Regions from separate parts of the Hordeum vulgare genome. Here region 1 is linked to region 2. A link is a contact called in public Hi-C data. All regions are on one chromosome and are shown on one strand. The core of a region is the stretch at or near the end of the contact, and the rest is flanking DNA. Distances in the headings are between cores, read along the strand shown. Region 1 holds the start of LOC123426979. Region 2 holds the start of LOC123426978.

Evidence for each region. Hi-C and Micro-C count contacts between places; a contact is called where the count stands out from the background.
Region 1: a Hi-C map of leaf shows a contact between it and region 2, with 4 times the contacts expected there. The contact joins the promoter of LOC123426979 here to the promoter of LOC123426978 in region 2. A contact is called at or near these places in 4 of 6 Hi-C or Micro-C datasets (leaf and seedling).

What each region holds. Positions count from the first base shown.
Region 1 is chr2H:521,252,026-521,256,156 of MorexV3_pseudomolecules_assembly, forward strand. LOC123426979 reads right to left here and starts at 1,338. Exons shown (of 4, transcript XM_045110900.1): 1 at 1,051-1,338; 2 at 1-240. The coding sequence starts at 148.
Region 2 is chr2H:521,110,297-521,114,314 of MorexV3_pseudomolecules_assembly, forward strand. LOC123426978 reads right to left here and starts at 1,252. Exons shown (of 3, transcript XM_045110899.1): 1 at 1,056-1,252; 2 at 1-141. The coding sequence starts at 109.

The DNA.
Region 1 (4,131 bases), core at 88-2,587, 140 kb after region 2:
TGGGGCACGGTGGGACAAGATCCACAGGACCTTGGCCTGCCGACTCCGGCAAGTCGGCGGCGTGGAACGTCCCTGGATCAGCACCCACAACCCGGACCACAGACTGGGAGGAGCACGAGGGGCCTGAAGGATGATCACTTGGTAGCATCGATCTGGTGAATGTAACGAGGTAGTAAGTTCACCCGGTGGAAAGCAAGAACCTTTGCTTCCTTGGCTGCCCCCAACTACCTCATCAGGCACCTGCAAACAGAAACCAAGACCCATGTTATTTCATGTCCACCCATCAGACGAGCTCTTCTTGGGGAATCTATCGTGTCATTTTATGTGGAAGGGAGATGCAGGAGTGATTGGAGTGGAGAGGGGAAGAGAAGGGGAGGAATGGAAGACGGGTTGCTCTTAGATTAGTCGAAGACGAAACCACATGAAATATCAGTAGTCCCAAGCACAAGTGGGTTGGTGGGCAAATCAAGAAGTGGATTAGTGGGAAGCTTACACAGATCACACAGCTCCTGCAAGGATTCGCACAAAGCAGTATGAGGTAACAAGAGATGAACAGTTGCTAAGCACATGAGGTTAGCTTATCTGGTACTGCTTGGTTGATGGGGAAATAAATAGACAGAAAAATGGAGAAAGGGAGGGGGGAGGGGTAGTTTAACCAGGGAACATATGTGGTGGGAAATCAACACAAGGATTTTGCTGCATAATCTCGGCCTCTCTCTGGCCCAAAAGGGGATTTTTTTTTTCCTTCAGCCTGTGAAAATAAAGTAGCGCTACCTAGCTAGCAAAGCACAAAATTAGAAAGAAAGGGCATAATCTGCACCAAATCTACGAAAGGCGAGCAGGAAGCAGACCAAGAATCTTCTCCGTGTGGTTAATTATCAAGACCAACATGGGCATCAAAGGAGAAATAGCTAAGATCCAGCATGAACAGCGCGAGAAGAAGGAAATTATCCAAAAGGAGATCCACACACAGTCCACGCCCTTACCGTCGCAAGAGAAGAAGAAAGAGGAGAGCTGCACAGGGGGTGAGAGGCAGGAAAAGGAACTCACGGGTCGATCCAAGCGGAGAAATCTCAAGAACAGGCTAGCAAATCACGGCAAGATAGAGGAAAGTCCTCGCCTCTGCTCCTCAAGCCGCGCACGCGCGCCCGCGCCCTGACAGATCCACCCGGTGCCGGGACGCCGGGGCGAGCTGGGGAGGAGTGTGGAGCTCACTGGCTCAGTATGGGTGGGGGATTTCGATTTGGAAGGGAGAGGGGGACGAGACGAGAGAAGGGGGAGGGGGAGGGGAGAAGCGTGCGGAGTCAGACTACCACCTAATCTATCTCGCCTTCTCTCTCCTGGTTAGTAGTTCCACTCAGCGATAGTATATGCTTTTCTCTTTGACATTTCCACCCAGCAATGGTGGAGTGAGTAAAATTAGCGGTGATGTGAAAGGAAAAGGAAGAGAAGGAAACACCAACCACTCGCACACCGGAGGCATCTGGTTCTCAGCCAACCTAAATGAGGGGTCTACCACTAGACACTGGTAACTGCAGCTCCACGGAGATACGTACAACGTATACATGGGAGAAAATGAGCGAGAGAGCGCATATCATTTTTACCGTATAAGAGCAACTAGAACCGGTCGATCCGAACGGACTGTGATTTTGTTTGTTTTTTGTTCGTTCGGGTCGGTCTGCCGGACACGAACGTTCGTTTCTGTGTTTGGCTCGACGTATGCGTCCAACGCTGCCCCGATCTATTTTGACGGCGCATGAAAAAAATTCAAACATTTTTCAAAAATAAAAATAAACATTAATTAAATATTAAAGTCGGTCATGAAATCCGGCGAGAGTCCACGGGTCCCCATTATATTAATTAAACATTAAAAAACCTAAATTATGCGGCTGCCCTAGGTGTCCTCGTCGTCGACGTCGGGGACGGTGAGGTCAACCAGCATCGGCGCAGGGCCGGTCTAAGGGAACGCCGTGTTCCAGAGCGTCGCTGCCCGCGCCTCCCTCGTATGTCCCGCCGGTGTGGGTTGTGTTGGTGGCGGTGGCAGTGTAGCACGGGCGCGCTCCTCCTCCTTCATCTCCAGCCATTCCTCCTCTGCCTCCCACTCCAGCTTCATCTGTCGTGCGCCGTCGGCACGCTCCTCCGCCAGGTGCAACGCCCTCCAGTACTGGAGGTAGAAGGCCTCCTGTTGTGGTGTCGCGCTCAACCAGATGGGCGGCGCGCTGACCCACTCGCGGAGGCAGCCAGTCCACTGGTAGACCTCCAGCTGCGGCTCGCTCTTCGACGGAGGCGGCACGTCGACGGCGGCGGCGGCGGACAGCGAGATGGTCGATGGCCTCCGCGAGTTGTGCCTCGTATGTCGCATCCTCCTCCTCGGCCTTGTGCCGCTCTTCCTCCTCGCTATCGAGGAGCACGGCTGCGAGCGCCGCCTGATAGGCGGCTTCCGCCTCTTGGTCCTCGTCGTGAACAACTGGCTGGGGCGGCGGAGGGTCTGGTTGCACATCGCGCACACCGCGTCGGCGCTGCTCCTCATACTCGAACGCGAACCAGACCTCCCGGTGGGGAGAGTCGGCCACGTAGATGGGGTTGAGCCGCTGCTCCGGCATCAGCTGCCGCCGCCGGCGACTCACCTCCTCCGCGTACGTCCGCGCCAACCGTAGCACGGCCGGCACCGGGATCCTCTTCAGATCCAGATGCCAGTCGTGCGGAGGGTCATGTACAGGTACAGCAGCGAGATGCGGTGCTCCCAGCGCCACTTCGCTTGGTGAACCAGGACGTTGGTCCGCTGACGAGGCCGGCGGGATGATGATCTCGTGGCGAGCCCGCGGGGATGGACGGCGGGGGCCTTGCCCTTGTTCTTGCCGAAGAAGCCGTCCATGGCTGCTGGCTAGGGTTTGGTCACCGACGAGGGAGCAGAGAGGTGGCGAGATGGGGACGGAGGTCTGGAAGCAGATGAGGCCGAACCCCACTGCACGCTCGGATTAAAAAAGGCCGACCGCAGTCACTGACGCATGGGCCCGGGGAGGGCGGTCATCATTAATTCTGTTGACCGCGGATAATTGAGGCGGACACCGAGAGTGCGCACGCGCATGCGCTTTGCGTCCGCGCCGGCGTATTTCAGTCCCAAATTTGGGCCGGAAATGGGTCCGCGCGTTTGTGACAGCCCGATGCCGACGCCCCAGAAGATTCCCCTTTATTTCCGTTTCCGTCGTGTGGTTAGTTTTATTTGTTGCATCATCATTTAGTTTGCATCGTCGCATCATGCATGGCATCTTGCATCGTCTGTCGTGTGTGGTGTTTTGAGTGTGTGTGCTTCGAGTGCTCACCGAGTCTTAGTGCGATAGGAACTCTTCCTCTCTCTCCCTCTTATTTCGTTTTTTTGGTTTTGCTAAAGTTCCGTTTTAACCCCTATTTTTTAAAAAATAAAGATTCGTCTTCTTTTAAAGAAAATCATTTTATTAAATGTGGGGGAAACCCCTAGGTTTTGCTTTATTTTTTTCCTTCCTTATTTTTTTAAAACTAGAGACGCTTTTATTTATAAAAGGGGTTTGATTTTTTTATTCTTTTGTAAACGGGTTTTAATTTTAATTCTTCAAAAGGTTTTATTTTATTTCTTTTAAAAATGCCCAAACTATTTTTAAAGTTGGGGTGTATTTTTAAAGGAGCAAAGGCATTTTTATTTATTTATTTATTTATTTTCTCTTTGTTAAAAGCCTTTCTTTATTTAAAAAAAAGGTTTCTGTTTTAAGAGTTTTAAAAAAACCTAATATGGGGAGGGAGCAGGCCCAGCTCCCCCCTGCCCTAGCGCCCCGGCCCGATGCCTCTCCTCCTCGATCCCGTGTTCCTCGTCCTCCCAGCGTTTCCTCCCGATCCCCTCTCGTTCCCGTGCCCGCCGCCACACAGCGCCCCTCGCACGAGACCACAAAGGAGGCCCCGACCCCCATGGTTGACAGCCTTTTGCGGTGCCTCCCTCTTCCCGCATCGTGAGGCCCCCTCTCCATGACTCTCCTCAGCCCCTCCGGCCACCAGAGCTAGCGCCGCCGCATCCCTTCTGCGTGCGCCGAGATCCTCTACCCCGCCAGAGTTTCCTAGTGCCTCTTCTGGCCAACCCGCAGCTAACCCCCTCGTCGGCCC
Region 2 (4,018 bases), core at 2-2,501:
CAAAACCCCTTATCACGTCCTCATCCCCTGCACTGAACTTTTTGTATGCTGACTGAACCTCCTCACTTTGCCGATCCTCACTTTGAGACCCGTCGTAACTCATCGACATTGTTTGATGCCTGTTGTTGCTAAAAGCATCACCTGCATCAGATGTCATCAGGTAAGATTCACCGAAGGATGTCTCTCCCTTGGTCCTAATAGCCCATCGACGTGTCTTGCAACCTACGCCACCCAAACCAAAATCCTTCACCCTAATCCTTTTCCCATTCCGATGTGAACCTATCACTGACCCCACTAAGCATTTGCTTGCAATAAAGCTGGGACATAATGTCCTTTGGTCTAAATTCTTTGATACTATCCCTAATGAGTAGCCAGTGGCTAGCACCAAGAAATTGACATCCAGATCTAATGGGTTGACTCTTAATTCCCTCCCCACTCTTCTCCACCTCCTCGGTCGATATGCTTTCCTTGGTGATGTGTGGACAAGATACTTTCCTTGTGTCGGTGAGCATGGTAGAGCTAACTTGCGGGCAACAGCATAGTCGTGGCAAGGCGACTTTGGAAGAAATCCACTTGGATTCTGCTCCCAAGCAGCATGATTCAAGCTAGCAGCAATTTTAGCCTGTGTACACTGTAATTCGGTTAAATTCCCCCCTCTAACCCCAATGAGAGAGGAATCCAGAAGCAACCTTGCAGACTGCTGGCGAAAATCCCCGCCCCTGGTTGTAAAATCCAATTGATCCATCCTAATCCCAGAATCCTTAAACTAAGACTGTCAATCCTAAGCGAAAGAAGAAGAATCTCAATTCGGCCGCAGGCAACTAGATTTCTAGGGTTTGGCTATGATGATTCTCCCAACAAACACCCCAATTTATAAGCCTGGTGGCAGTAAGACTACTTGGCACCCCGAGGAATGCCCAGGCTGGGCGGCAAATCCCAGAAACTACCGCACAAGCTGCCATCAGCACCAAGAATGCGAATTCTTGGCGCGCACCAGGCGAAGTTTCCATGGAAAATTGCACCGAATTGGAGGAAGCGGGAGGAAAACTACGTACCTTGCGCGACGAAGCTTCGGAGGGCGGTGATTTGGGTGCAGCGGCGGATGAGTGGAAACTAGGAACACCGCAGCGGAGGCAGGCGGCGTATATATATGTAGAAGTATTCTTGGGGAATTTCCGTGAAGTGGCGGACAAGTCTGCGCGCGCTAGGAAGGAGGGGAAAGCACGAAACGAAGAAAGGAGAAGGGATCTTTGTCCGGGAAGTTATCTTTCCTTTTCTCTGGGAGCAGCCTGCAAGCGAGAGGCATAAGAGGGAGCGCCCACCGTCCGATCTCATTCAGGTCCTCTTTGATTCACAGGATTTTTAAAACACAGAAAATAGATAAATAATAGGAAAACGATTATATTCGGTTGACCGGCTGAGTTTTGGGCCGGTCGCACCATTCATTGACGTATGCGTTCGTTTGCACGTGGGTCCACCCATGGAACGACCGGCTTTCCTTTACCATATACTAGTAGTTGGATTCCGTCGTTGCGGGCCGCTTAAGAGCATGCCTAACGGGTAGCCTCAACCTGCTCTCCCCCCCCCCCCCCGGTCCAGCTAGGTTCGGACCTAGGCTCGAACTAAAAGCTATAACCCTGTAGATGAAGGTGTAGCTTATAGAAGAATTGACATCTTCAGACGTGAAAAGACAGAGAAAGAAGAAAAATGGACCGAAGGATGATTGATGCATGCGAGGAGAGAGATTCAGAGAGGAAGGAGAATGACATGCATGCATGCGGGAAGAGAAGTGTTGCATGATGGGTCCACAAGGTGCAGCTATGGTTGGCTAGAAAAATTCAGAAACGGTGGCCTCGTTATTTTTTGATTAGATAAATAGTTGAGGCCGCATGGAGGAGATGTCTCCATGGTTCATGCCCTAAAAGAAAGATGTGCGCATCAACCTTTATCTTAAAATTAAAAAAATATCATGTGAACATCACATCCATCTCAAACAAAAAAAATAAACCTAAACTAACTTTTCATGAAAAGGAAAAAAAGTCTCACTTTCATTTTGAAAATAACTATAGAAAAATCAAAAACTTTCTCACTGCGACCGACCAGCTTGTGCCACGTGGTGTAGCTGGTTGGCCACCATTCTAGCAATGCTTAATGTGTTTAATTATCTCTTTAGAGACGATCCACTCATTTTCTTCCTCGCCAAGAACGCGTCTCCTCCTTCGTCATGGTAGCTCGTCGAGTAGCTGGCTGCCATGGTAGCTCGTCAGTCCTGGCGATGTGCATAACACCCCGTCCCTTTTTTGACCTTGGAGGGGGAGTCATCGAGCTTCGGTGCCACCGCCAACCACCCGCGATGTACCAATTGTGAGAGCATATTTTTTCATGTGTGATTTTGGTAATTGATGACAAACCCTATGGACTAATGGTTTCCTTGAGTTATATTCGAATGATTTGTCCATAGGCACTTTTTGAAGTCCATTTGTTGGTTTCAAGGAGTTTATATGATGACCAAGGTGGTATCCAAGGTTTTATCTAAAGATTGATCATGTGAGAGTTGAGCTTATTGCAAGCATGTCTCGAAGAAGAAGATCGTGTGAACATTCATGTTTACCTTCAAGGCATCATCTTTATGAAGATAGAAGATAAGATACAAGGTTGATCAAGACTAAGTCAAAGAGTGAATCAAGTTGATCAACACGCAAAGTGAACAAGATGTACCGAGAGGGATCAAGTGATCCCACGGTATGGTAATCATTATCCATTACGCTTTGTATACTAACTCATGGTCTACGTGAGAGTTCTGTGTAGGGTTAGGTATGTTTACATGGGCTTGTGTCAAGAGGAAGATCTCATACAACCCATGGAGGATGACAACAAGTGGTGATCGTCATCAAGATTGCGGTGTGCAAGTTCAAGTGGAGCATCACGAAAAGATCATGCTTGAAGCTTGCCATCCATTGTGGTGACAATGGGCTTGTGTAGATGTGTCAAAGAGTGGCTCACCCATATTGGAGTATGGGAGAGCAATCAACAAGTCTTCATCGAGCCAACACAAGTCAAGATCGTCATCATCTATCTCAAGTATACTATGTTCAAGGTATAGGTTTGCCCTTTGTGGTTTTTCTATTTTATCGGTCTAATGGTAGTAGTTGGGAGACCAGGTTATAGGATCGATTGTCGTACTATCAAGGGGGCTCTCAAGTGAGTAGCTTGGTTGTATCGTTCGTTGAGAGCTCAAACCATTTGCATCCTTGCATCATCTTTCTTGGTTCTTGTTTGGTGTTTCTCTTTGTGAGTTGTAGAGCCTATGGTCATGTTCATGACAAGCTCGAGTTCATCGAAAATGGAGTGCATATGCATCTTCTATGACGTTTTCGATGTTGCAGTTTTTGCCGATTCTTCATTCATAGAGGTTTTACATCTCTCATTGGAATTTTCATACTGCCTCTTTTTTACATAAACAACAAGATTGAATTTGCTCAATTCGGAGCTCATTTGCAGAAGTTATGGCAGTTCTGGTCCTACTTGTTTTCTTTCGGTTATACCGCTTGTCCGAGCGGTTGTACCGTCGGGGCGATACATCCGGTGAAACTACTGCCCTAGGGGTGATACCCTAGGGTTGCTGCTCTCAGGTTCGTGACAGCGATTGTGCCATTTCCTCCTGGCGGTTGTACCGATTGATCTGGCCTTCCCTGGAGAGTAGCTTCAGGCGGTTGTACCGGCCTAATACCGCCGTACCATCAGACACGTCTCTGGTTTGGTGCGGTTCTTGGGCGGTGGTGGCCTGGTTGTTCCAGTTACTTTTCAACCGGTACTTCCGCGTGCGGCACCGGTTGTACCGCTCGGTAGGGTTTCTGCAGGGTACCCGTGTTTTTTGGTTGTATCGATACATATAGCGGTTGTACCGCTCCTACGTTATTCTACACATAACGGGCAGATTCATGGGGACCTATAGAAGGGGGTCTTCTTCCCCAATGGCCCCTATCCTTTCAGCTCGTATTTGTCCCCCATTGTTGAC